Linked DNA regions of Pan troglodytes: region 2 is linked to region 1. The links are chromatin contacts, called in public Hi-C maps. All regions are on one chromosome and are shown on one strand. The core of a region is the stretch at or near the end of the contact, and the rest is flanking DNA. Distances in the headings are between cores, read along the strand shown.

The links. Hi-C and Micro-C count contacts between places; a contact is called where the count stands out from the background.
Region 2: a Hi-C map of stem cell-derived neural progenitor cells shows a contact between it and region 1, with 3 times the contacts expected there. The contact joins the promoter of BARHL2 here to the promoter of HFM1 in region 1. A contact is called at or near these places in 1 of 7 Hi-C or Micro-C datasets (stem cell-derived neural progenitor cells) and 1 of 1 datasets of contacts at active chromatin or transcription factors (stem cell-derived excitatory neurons).

What each region holds. Positions count from the first base shown.
Region 1 is chr1:139,764,108-139,768,699 of NHGRI_mPanTro3-v2.0_pri, reverse strand. HFM1 (helicase for meiosis 1) reads right to left here and starts at 1,571. Exons shown (of 39, transcript XM_524618.9): 1 at 1,441-1,571.
Region 2 is chr1:140,444,575-140,449,246 of NHGRI_mPanTro3-v2.0_pri, reverse strand. It overlaps BARHL2 (BarH like homeobox 2), which reads right to left and starts at 2,323. Exons shown (of 3, transcript XM_003949457.6): 1 at 904-2,323. The coding sequence starts at 1,528.

The DNA of each region.
Region 1 (4,592 bases), core at 322-2,821:
TCTTCAACGTTCAGTTAAAAAATGTGAAATCTTTTTCTAGTTCAGGATTTATGTAAATAAAATCATGAAGGTTCTAAAAGATGATGAATTTGGCACTTTCATTATGTAAATAAATCTTTTTTTAAAAAAGAAACACAGGTCCTAAAAGGGACCTTGCTACAGTTCAGTATGAGTTTGTGATGTGAGGGGATGCTATTTTAAATTAATTAAAGTTCTAGGTTTAGATTCAGATTTTTTAAGTTCCTTTTATTATTAAAGTTTTAGTTTCAGCACGTGGCACAAAATTAGATTGCCAAACACAATAAACAATATCATCCCAGGTAGTTTTAAGTGTCTGCTCTGCTATAATCACTGTTAAAATACTTAAACTATTTTTGAGTCTACATAATTTGCGGTGCCGACCTTCTCTAGTTATATTAATGACAATCTCTAGTTAAATATTAATACAACTAGATACAATTAATCTTTAGTTATATTAATGACAATTCACCATTTTGTCTTCTGTAATCTTTACTTATTGTATAAAATTATTGTATACAATTATTGTATAAACTTACTGTATAAAATTGCAGGCCTATTACTTATTTCTTACAATTTTTACTCAGAAATATACTCCTTATTTTAAAAGTACAGAAACTCAGATAAAAATTATTGTTTTGCTAGAAATTTTTGTGAGTTAAGGAAGAAGTAGGGACCAACATTTACGGGAATAACCGACCGTCACAAATAACTGCAGAGAATCTGACAAAGAAGGAAAAATCAACGGGAACAAATTACTCCGAGGCTCGGCCTGGGAAAGGACCATACAATTGTCCGAGCCCCAGATCTCACCCCCTCTCCCCAGGCACCAACAGGGCTGGAAGGGTCCGGCTGGGGACCGAATCAGCACCTAAAGCAAAATAACAGCTCTGTGGATTTCCTAAGGAGAATATTCTAAATCCAGGGCAGAGGCCTTAGGGCCCCGAGAGTGGCACAAGAACGGGGCGCTGGGGCGCGTCACTCCACCCCCAGGGTCCCGTTTCCTCCCACCGCTGTGAAACCCGCGGCTCAGACAGATGGGTATGTCCCCCCCAGCGCTCGCTCAGGGGGCGCCACACACCGGAACACAAGACACAGGAACCGAACACCAATCAGCCGACTTTAGGGGCGGGCCGGACGCCCAGCCAGTCCCACCTCGCGGGGAGCTGGGCCCGCCCTGCGCCCGAGCGCGCCTCAAGCCTCACCGCTTTCTGACTGGAAATGCGGCTGAGGCGCTGGCGCGGGCCTGCGGCCTGGAGACGCCTGGTGACCAACAACTCGCCGCGCCCGTCCGCTGCCTGCCCGGCAGACGGCTCTAGAGATCGACCGCTGCCCGGACGGCTCGGCTGGGTCCCCACTTCCCCGCGGGCATCGGGCCCCCGTCCCCACCTTCCCCGCGGGCGTCCGGGCCCCACTCCTCACCTCCCTGCGGGCAGCTCCTAGGCCAGTCGAGCGCCGATTTATCAGCCCCTCGGAGGACCGCCAAGCCTGGCTAAGCCGAGCTCCAAGCAATGGATCGCCCAAGCCCCCAACCTCTCCCTTCCTACCTTTTTTTCTCCGAAAGTTTATAACTGGTTTTGAATATATCTCTTGCAGTTTACTGTGTCTATTCTCTTTAAATACAGCTCCTAATCCTGGGTTCTAAGGGTCTACTAAATGGTACCCTTTCCCTAAGCTAACCTGCTTCTCTACCCCAACAACCACCACTCCACAAACATACACCAACCTGCCTTTCTCATCAAAGTTAGCCAGGCCTCAGCTCTGGGACTTCCGGTCTCTTCATACCTAAAAAGTGTTTCACCTATATTATTTATAAAATATCACAATGGCACTCATGAGGTCGGTATTACTGGGGAACTTGATTCAGAAATAAAGTTAAATTTCAGAAATAAATGTTCTAAAACACAATGATATTTAAATATGTTTAGCCAACATGAATTTATAAAAACAGGGCAATAATGTGTTCTTAGGCTGTAAACATGAACAAACTATAAATTATCCTTTTAAGTTTCTTTAGAATTGTCCTCTGAAGATTTGTCAGGGAATGTTTTGTAGATGATAAAATAGCAACGAATCAATGATGCTTTTCTTACAGAGACATTTATCTTTCCTTTGGAAACCCCCACCTGTGACATCTAGGGCCAACCTACTGCTGTCTGACTGCCCTATTCCTGTTCTCTTTTTTCCTTGCAGTTCTACTGTTCATTAGCTATATGACCTTGGAAAAGACCCAACCTTTAAGTCTTAATTCTGCATCCTCAGTGATACTAATAAGCTCTAACTCGTAGATACTGCTGCAAGGGTTAAATAAAATAATATTTGCAGTAGTCCTACCACACAGTAAATGCTCATGAATATTAATTTCTTTCACCTTCTCTGAAATGTAAAATTATTCCAGTAATTGGGTAAGCCAGTTATTTGGATACTGATAAAATAACAAGTGTTTGTCTCTTGGAGAAAATAACATTTTGACTGCATAAACTATTCTTAATAGAAAGGTTGAATTATCATTCCTCTCAAAAATACTGGAGAGGAAAGTTACTTTCCATAGACTGCATAGAGGAAAATAACGAAACAGTGCATTTGTTATAGTGAACCCCTCAATGTGTTGAAATTCATACATTGAATTTTAACCCCCGATGTGATGATATTTGAACGTGGGACTTTTGTGAGGTAATTAACTCAAAAGGGTAGAGCCTTCATGAGTAGGATTGTGCCCTTTTAAGAGGCCAGAGAGTTAGCTCGCTCTTTTCCTACCATGTGAGGATACAGGAGGACAGTTTCTGCAAGCCAGGAAGGAGGCCCTCGCCAAATACCGGATCTGCCTGCACTGTGATCTTGGACTTCTCAGGCACCAAAATTGTGACAAATGTTTGTTGTTTAAGCCACCCAGCCTATGGTAATTTGTTATAGCAGCTTGAACTAAGATAGGGTTTGAGTGATAGAATTGTAGAATTCAGCAACAGGCAGGTACAGGGGGAGTCTTACTGCCAAAGCACACAGTAGCAAATGGCCACCATGTTCATAAACAAAAACATTCATTCATTCACTCACTCATTTATTCAAGAATGCATGTGGAATCTATAGAGCCTTACTTTCTCTTAAAATAATGTAATAAAAATGTCAAAGCTGCAGTTTTTAAAAGGAAGCCTCAGGACAGTGATAAAGTTACTAAAAATCCCATTTTGTGGGGAGGGATTACCATGGTTTTTAGTAATGTTGCCACATTTCTCAAGAAAACATTTTAATCCTAAAGATTTAATTTTACAACCAGTGCAACAATGTTATAAGCAATCCTCCAAATTGAATAACATAACTAACATTTGAAATATAGTCTTCCCGGTCAACTTCTGGCATGACTGCATAAAGAGCTTTGCTACCTCACTTCTCAGTGAAACTGGTGAAAATTCTAGAAAAATGACTCAGACCCTCTGGAAATGATCCTAAGGGCAAACAGCAAAAGAAGAAACATCTCTTCATGAAAGAGATACAAAAATTTGGTAAGAAAGGCAAGGGTCTGTGGTATTTTATCCAAGACTCCCAAGTTCCAGCTTAGCGAGACAGGCTCCATTCTAGACAGCTGCAGCCAAGAATACAGAGCTCTCTCTGCACCCAGCTCCCACTAGAGGGCGCGCTTTCTTTCTTTCATTGTGGTAAAACATGCGTAATATTTATAATTTTAACCATATATAAGTGTATAATTCAGGGACATTAAATACACTCACAGTGTTGTATAACCATCACTCTTATCCATACCCAAAACTTTTTCATTATCCCCAACAAGAAATTTGTGCCCATTCAGGGAGGGGAACATCACACACTGGGGCCCGTTGCGGGGTTAGGGGCTGGGGGAAGGATAGCATTGGGAGAAATACTTAATGTAAATGACGAGTTGATGAGTGCAGCAAACCGACATGGCACATGTATATCTATGTAACAAACCTGCACGTTGTGCACATGTACCCCAATACTTAAAGTATAAGAAAAAAAAAAAAGAAATTTCTGCCCATTAAACAGGAACTCCTCCTTTTCCCCTTTCCCTAATTCCTGGTAACCTCTATTCTACTTTCTATTTCTATGAGTTTACCTATCCTAAGTACTTCATATAAGTGGGATCATACAATATTTGTTCTTCTATTTCTGGATTATTCACTTAGCATAATGTTTTCAATGTTCATCCATGTTGTAGCATGGATCAGAATTTTACTCCTTTTTAAGGCTCAATAATATTCTATTGTACTTACATACCACATTTTGTTTATCCATTTGTAATCCTGGCTAAGGGACATTTGAGTTGTTTCCACATTTCCACCTTTTGGCTATTGTGAATAATGCTTCTATGAACATTCGTGTGTAAATATCTCCGTTCAAGTCCCTGCTTTCAATTCCTTTGGATATGTACCTAGGAGTGGAATTGCTGGGACATATGGTAATGCTATTACAGCCAATGCCATGAGTTCTAGCTGATGTATCCAACATAACCAAAATTTTATTCACTTTGTAACGTCCACATCTTTTACACCCTGATTAGTCAGTAGAAATTGATATTGAAAAATTAGTCTCAGGCTGGGCAA
Region 2 (4,672 bases), core at 1,074-3,573, 680 kb before region 1:
CCAGAAAAACAAGGATCAATAATAATAAACAATGTGTCTGTAAAGGAAGAAAAAGCTCTGGTATGTTAAAACTTTTGCCATGCAAAGACTACCACATTTACTTATGAAATTGTCTGAGGAGAAAATGGGAAAAGGGAGTTGAAGGACAATTTCCATTGTCATCTTATTTTTTTTTAACAAAAAAGAGATTAATCCAATTTCATAAGATTTTATTTTTATAAATACTACCTCCTAAGTACTTGTAAGGGGCCAAAAATCTTTGTAGGATACAGATACTCAGTTGAGGCCACAGGGTAAGAAGGGTGCTTTTAAGAAACTGATTACAAATTTTTACGGGCTTCCCTATACTAACCACAATCTAATTTTTTTAAAGTTGCTCTGTTCATGAACTCAGAAATTTTTCCTCCATTAAAACCGATAATTCCTGTGATGATGTTAAGAAAATAAAGTGGGGGGGGTGAAATCACTTGTACTAAAGAATAAACACCAGGTTGTGATCACACCCACGCTAGCTAAGTGGTTTCTCTCTCCCACCTCCCCCCATTCCCATTCCCAAAGTCTAGGCTAGAAAAACCCCAAGTCCATCCCTTTTATCAACGAAAAGTATTTCCTGTCGGATGCCCTCCGCCGCCCCTCAACCCCCAGTAGATTAAAATTAAATAAAACAAAGGAAGGAGCTGGATGGCCGTGAAGGTTGTGGGGTAGAACAATAAACAGAACTTCGAAGAGTCCCCACATCGCACGCCCAGGCCTCCCTTCAGCTTGCAGTCTTTTGATCGTCGCCCAGTCGCCCGAGAAGCTCCTGGAATCGCTCCCCAGCAGAGATCTGCTGAAGGCTGAAGGGGAGATTGGGAACCAGGAGGACAAGCTAGACGGCCGAGAGCGCCGGGTGGCGGGACTCACCGTGGCATTTGATGTCGCTCTGGGAATCCTCCCGCTTGTCGAGTTTGGTTTTGCTGTCCTCCTGCTCGAGCTTTGGCCTGAAGCTCTCGTGCACTGCGTTGCTCTCCTGCTTCGGGGTGTGGTGGGGAGAGGATACGCTGGTGCTGTAGGGTGCACATGCCGCCAGAGGTTTGCTGTCGCCCAAGATGTCCTTAATTAAAAAAGAAGACGTGGAAGTCCTGGGGGCCGAGGCGGCCGAGCCCAGCTGCTGGGCGGGCGGCGGCGGCGGCTGCTGTGGCGGCAGCGGCTGCTGCTGTTGGGGCGAAGGCTGCAAACTTTGCGTCGGGGCCGCGGCCGGCGGCGGCGGCTGCTGGCTGTGGTGGAGGTGGTGATGATGCTGGGTCGCGTCTGCTACCAGATGCGGCTCCGGGGGCTCCATGGTGACTGAGATAGGAGAAGAAGGCGCCGTCCCTACGGTATCAATCTCCGAACAGGGAGATGGGGTGGCCTGACTCCTAAAATCCGCGGTCCTGGCCTCACCGAGCGGGCGGAAATCTCCATTCATCATGCCTGGGCTGCCTGAACTGGCACTGGACAAAATCGTGTCTATTCCAAAACTCGACCCGCTGGCCCCTTCCATTGTCATTGCTACATGAGGTCCACGCCACTCCGCCGTTCAGCAGCCGCCCCGAACCAGCGAAGAAAGCTATCGATCGTAAAACAAAATAAACACCAAACAATGTTGCCGCTGCTTAAAAAAAAAAAAAAGTGGGGCGGGGAGAGAAGGAAGGGTAATTGGGAAGTGGCAATCTGTGGATACTTTCGACACAACTTTTTTTCTCTTATGCAAAAAGTAGGGGTGGAAAGAAAAAAGATGCGGGGGGCGGGGGGAGTTAAAAAAATTTCTGAGAAAGCTCGGAACTTGCGCTCCAGGAACGACTGCGCACGTGGAGCGGCGGTGGCGGCGCGGAGGACCCAGGCGAAGGCGAAGGCGCAGGCGGCGGGAAGCTACGCCAAAGCCGCCGCCGCCGCCGCTGCCGGGGTCTGCCCACAGCCTGGCACCGGGCGGCAGCGGTGGCGGCGGCAGACGCGGCAGGTGCAGCGACCGCGAAGCCCGGGCGGCCGCGCGCCCTCGGAACTCCCCCGCGGCTCCCGAGGTGGCAGCCGCGCGCCACTCGGCAGCCCCGTAGCCGAGTTTCTGAACTTTCTTGGAAAGTTGCGGGGCAGACACTGCCGCAGCGGCTGCGGCAACCCGAGGAGGAGGAGGAAGAGGAGGACGACGAGAAGGAGCAGGCACAGAAGGAGGAAGCGGCGGAGACGCGATACCGGGCGACTCCGGCCGCTGCCGGGCGCGTTCGCTTGTAATCCGGCTGCTCGCGGGCGGCGCCGACCCCCTCCCGTGACGTCACGGCCACTACCGCCGCTCCCCGTGTCGCGCCGCGCCGGGCCCGCGCCCCCGCCACAGAGGCCGCGCGTCCGGCCCCGCGCCCCTATTGGCCGCGCCCGCGCGAGCGAGGGACGCCGACGTGCCGGGAGCCAATAGGCGCAGCGCTCGCGAGCCCGTCAGCGGACTCGGCTCGGACTCCGCTGCTCTTTTGAGAACCCGCACATCCCTGAGCCCGCAGCCCTGAGCCGAACTCCGAGTCCAGTGGTCCCGGTGTCCACAATCACGAGTGCGAGGCAAAGGGAGAGGGGGGAAGAGATCAGAGGGAGACCAGAGAAAGGGAACCAAAGGGGAGAAAGAAAAAAAAAAAGTAGCAAGGATTTGCCCGTTTTCTTAAGTCAGAAGAGAGAGAGAAGAGGACGGGAAGGGACTTACCTTTAGGCTCCAGCGCGGCGGCCCTCGCAGCCTCCCCAAACGCGCGCGGGAATAGTCCGAAGACATTAAGAGCGGAGGAAGGAGATCCCTGAAGGAATCCACAGAAAAGTGTGTCACTTCAGGCGCCGGAGCCTTGCATAAGCGGGCGGGTCGGCTCTGGGCTCTGATTTCTCGCCCGACGAACCCAGGCGCTCGGGCTCGGCCCGGCGGGCGGCGGATCCCTGAGAGGGACACAGCCGGGTCCGCGTCCACCAGGCACTCTCGGGGAGGACGAGGCCTGAGGCTCCAAGCTGGGGAGCCAGCCTGGTCTCCAGCTGGAAAAAATGCCTGGCCAGACGCTTTCTCCCGAACGGGGGAGCTAATGCCCGAGGCGTTCTCTGGTGGCGAGGGCAGCCACGGTTCACTGCAGTGTCGGGCGGGCGCGGGGCTCAGGACCCATAGCGGCTGGTCTGCAGCCCGCGCCCCTGTCCGTCCACCTCTGTCCCCCGGCCCCTTTCGGCGAGCGCTCATTTGGAAAGGAAACAGTCACTGCGGATCCACTTGGGACCCGGAGCATGACTGTAACGCCTCGTTGGAGTGTATCAACTTGCATTATTTTCTCTAGGACGTCTCCAACCTGTCTCTTGTTGAATGTCAGAGTAATGGGAAGTGCCAGTGACAAGACGGCGTATTACTCCTGATTAAGTGCCGTGTCAACCTAATTAGCAGAGTAATTATAAGGTGCTAATGAATGATTCAAAGTTCTTTGAGTTACATTTTACTCCAAATTACCATTTTAAGAACCCTATGAATCTGCGAGGCGGGCATCGCTTCCGTGGCTAGGTCTGGAATGATGTTCGAGTGGCCTTTAATGTCTCCAAAGGCTGGGCCGAAATCTGGAGTTTAGTTGCAGTTCTGGAGGTCACTTTCTGGGCCACAGCTTTTATCTGTTGAGGACGAAGGGAGGGGTGTCAGGGAGGCAAATGACCTCCTGGGACAAGCTCTTGCCTTTCGGTCGGAACTGCTTCTGTGTGAGCCATGGGTCCGGAAGCGGGTAGCTGGGCGACTCATCCTGCCTGCGTTTTCCTGGGGAAATCGGTGTGTTTGACCCAGAAAAGAAAAAAAAAAAAAAAAAACAGCACTACTTGGAGGGTGGGTTGAGCTGTTTCTCATCGTCTCAGTGGCATTTTTCCTAGGGCTGTTCCGAGAGAACAGCGGGGATTGAAGGAACGGAGGCAAGGAGATGCACAATCCGGGCAGCTCTCGCTCTTCTCGGAAGGCGAAGGGAGTTTGGCGGAGAAGACGGGGTTGGTGAGCCGAGGCGGGGACTCCGGACGTGCTCCATCCCGGCAGGGGCCGACAGTGGCCAGAGGGGTGCGGGGAGGCCCTCGGGAACGGGTGACTGGGCCCTGCCGGGTGGGGTCGGGCCACTGTAGGCTGGAGCGGGGTTGGATCAAATGCCTTTGGCGCGGGAACTGAGTGCTGGCCCGGGAGACCCTCCGGAGAGCTCGCGGGCTCGGCCTCGGCCTCGGCCTTCGGCCGCGGTTACCGAACCACAGACGGTAGACTTGTGGAGGTGGCTTATCCGAGGCCGCAGGGCCCGGCGCTGCACAGCTTCGCAGCCTAAATATCCTGCGCCTCTGTCACAGTTGACCGCTGTGGGGAGGACAGGAAGGGCTCTAGGGCTGCCCGAGACTGCAGGCGGACCCTACCTACTCTACCCTCTTCAAATATCGATCAGGGTTCTTCCCATTCCAACATCATCATCCACCAACTTCCCGAATATGGTGCGTTTTCTCCTAGCCCTGGGGGGTTCCAACTCGAACTCCCCTCGCTGCATATTCAGGGTGGGAAGTAGGGAGGGGGAGAAAACAAATTTAAAATCCAGAACTGACGGCACTGCACAAATCAATTATTCTCGACCTTGATAAATAATTCATTTAAGCCTGTTTTTGTTTTGTTCCGACGCCTAAAATGACTCAAGAGCTCAAA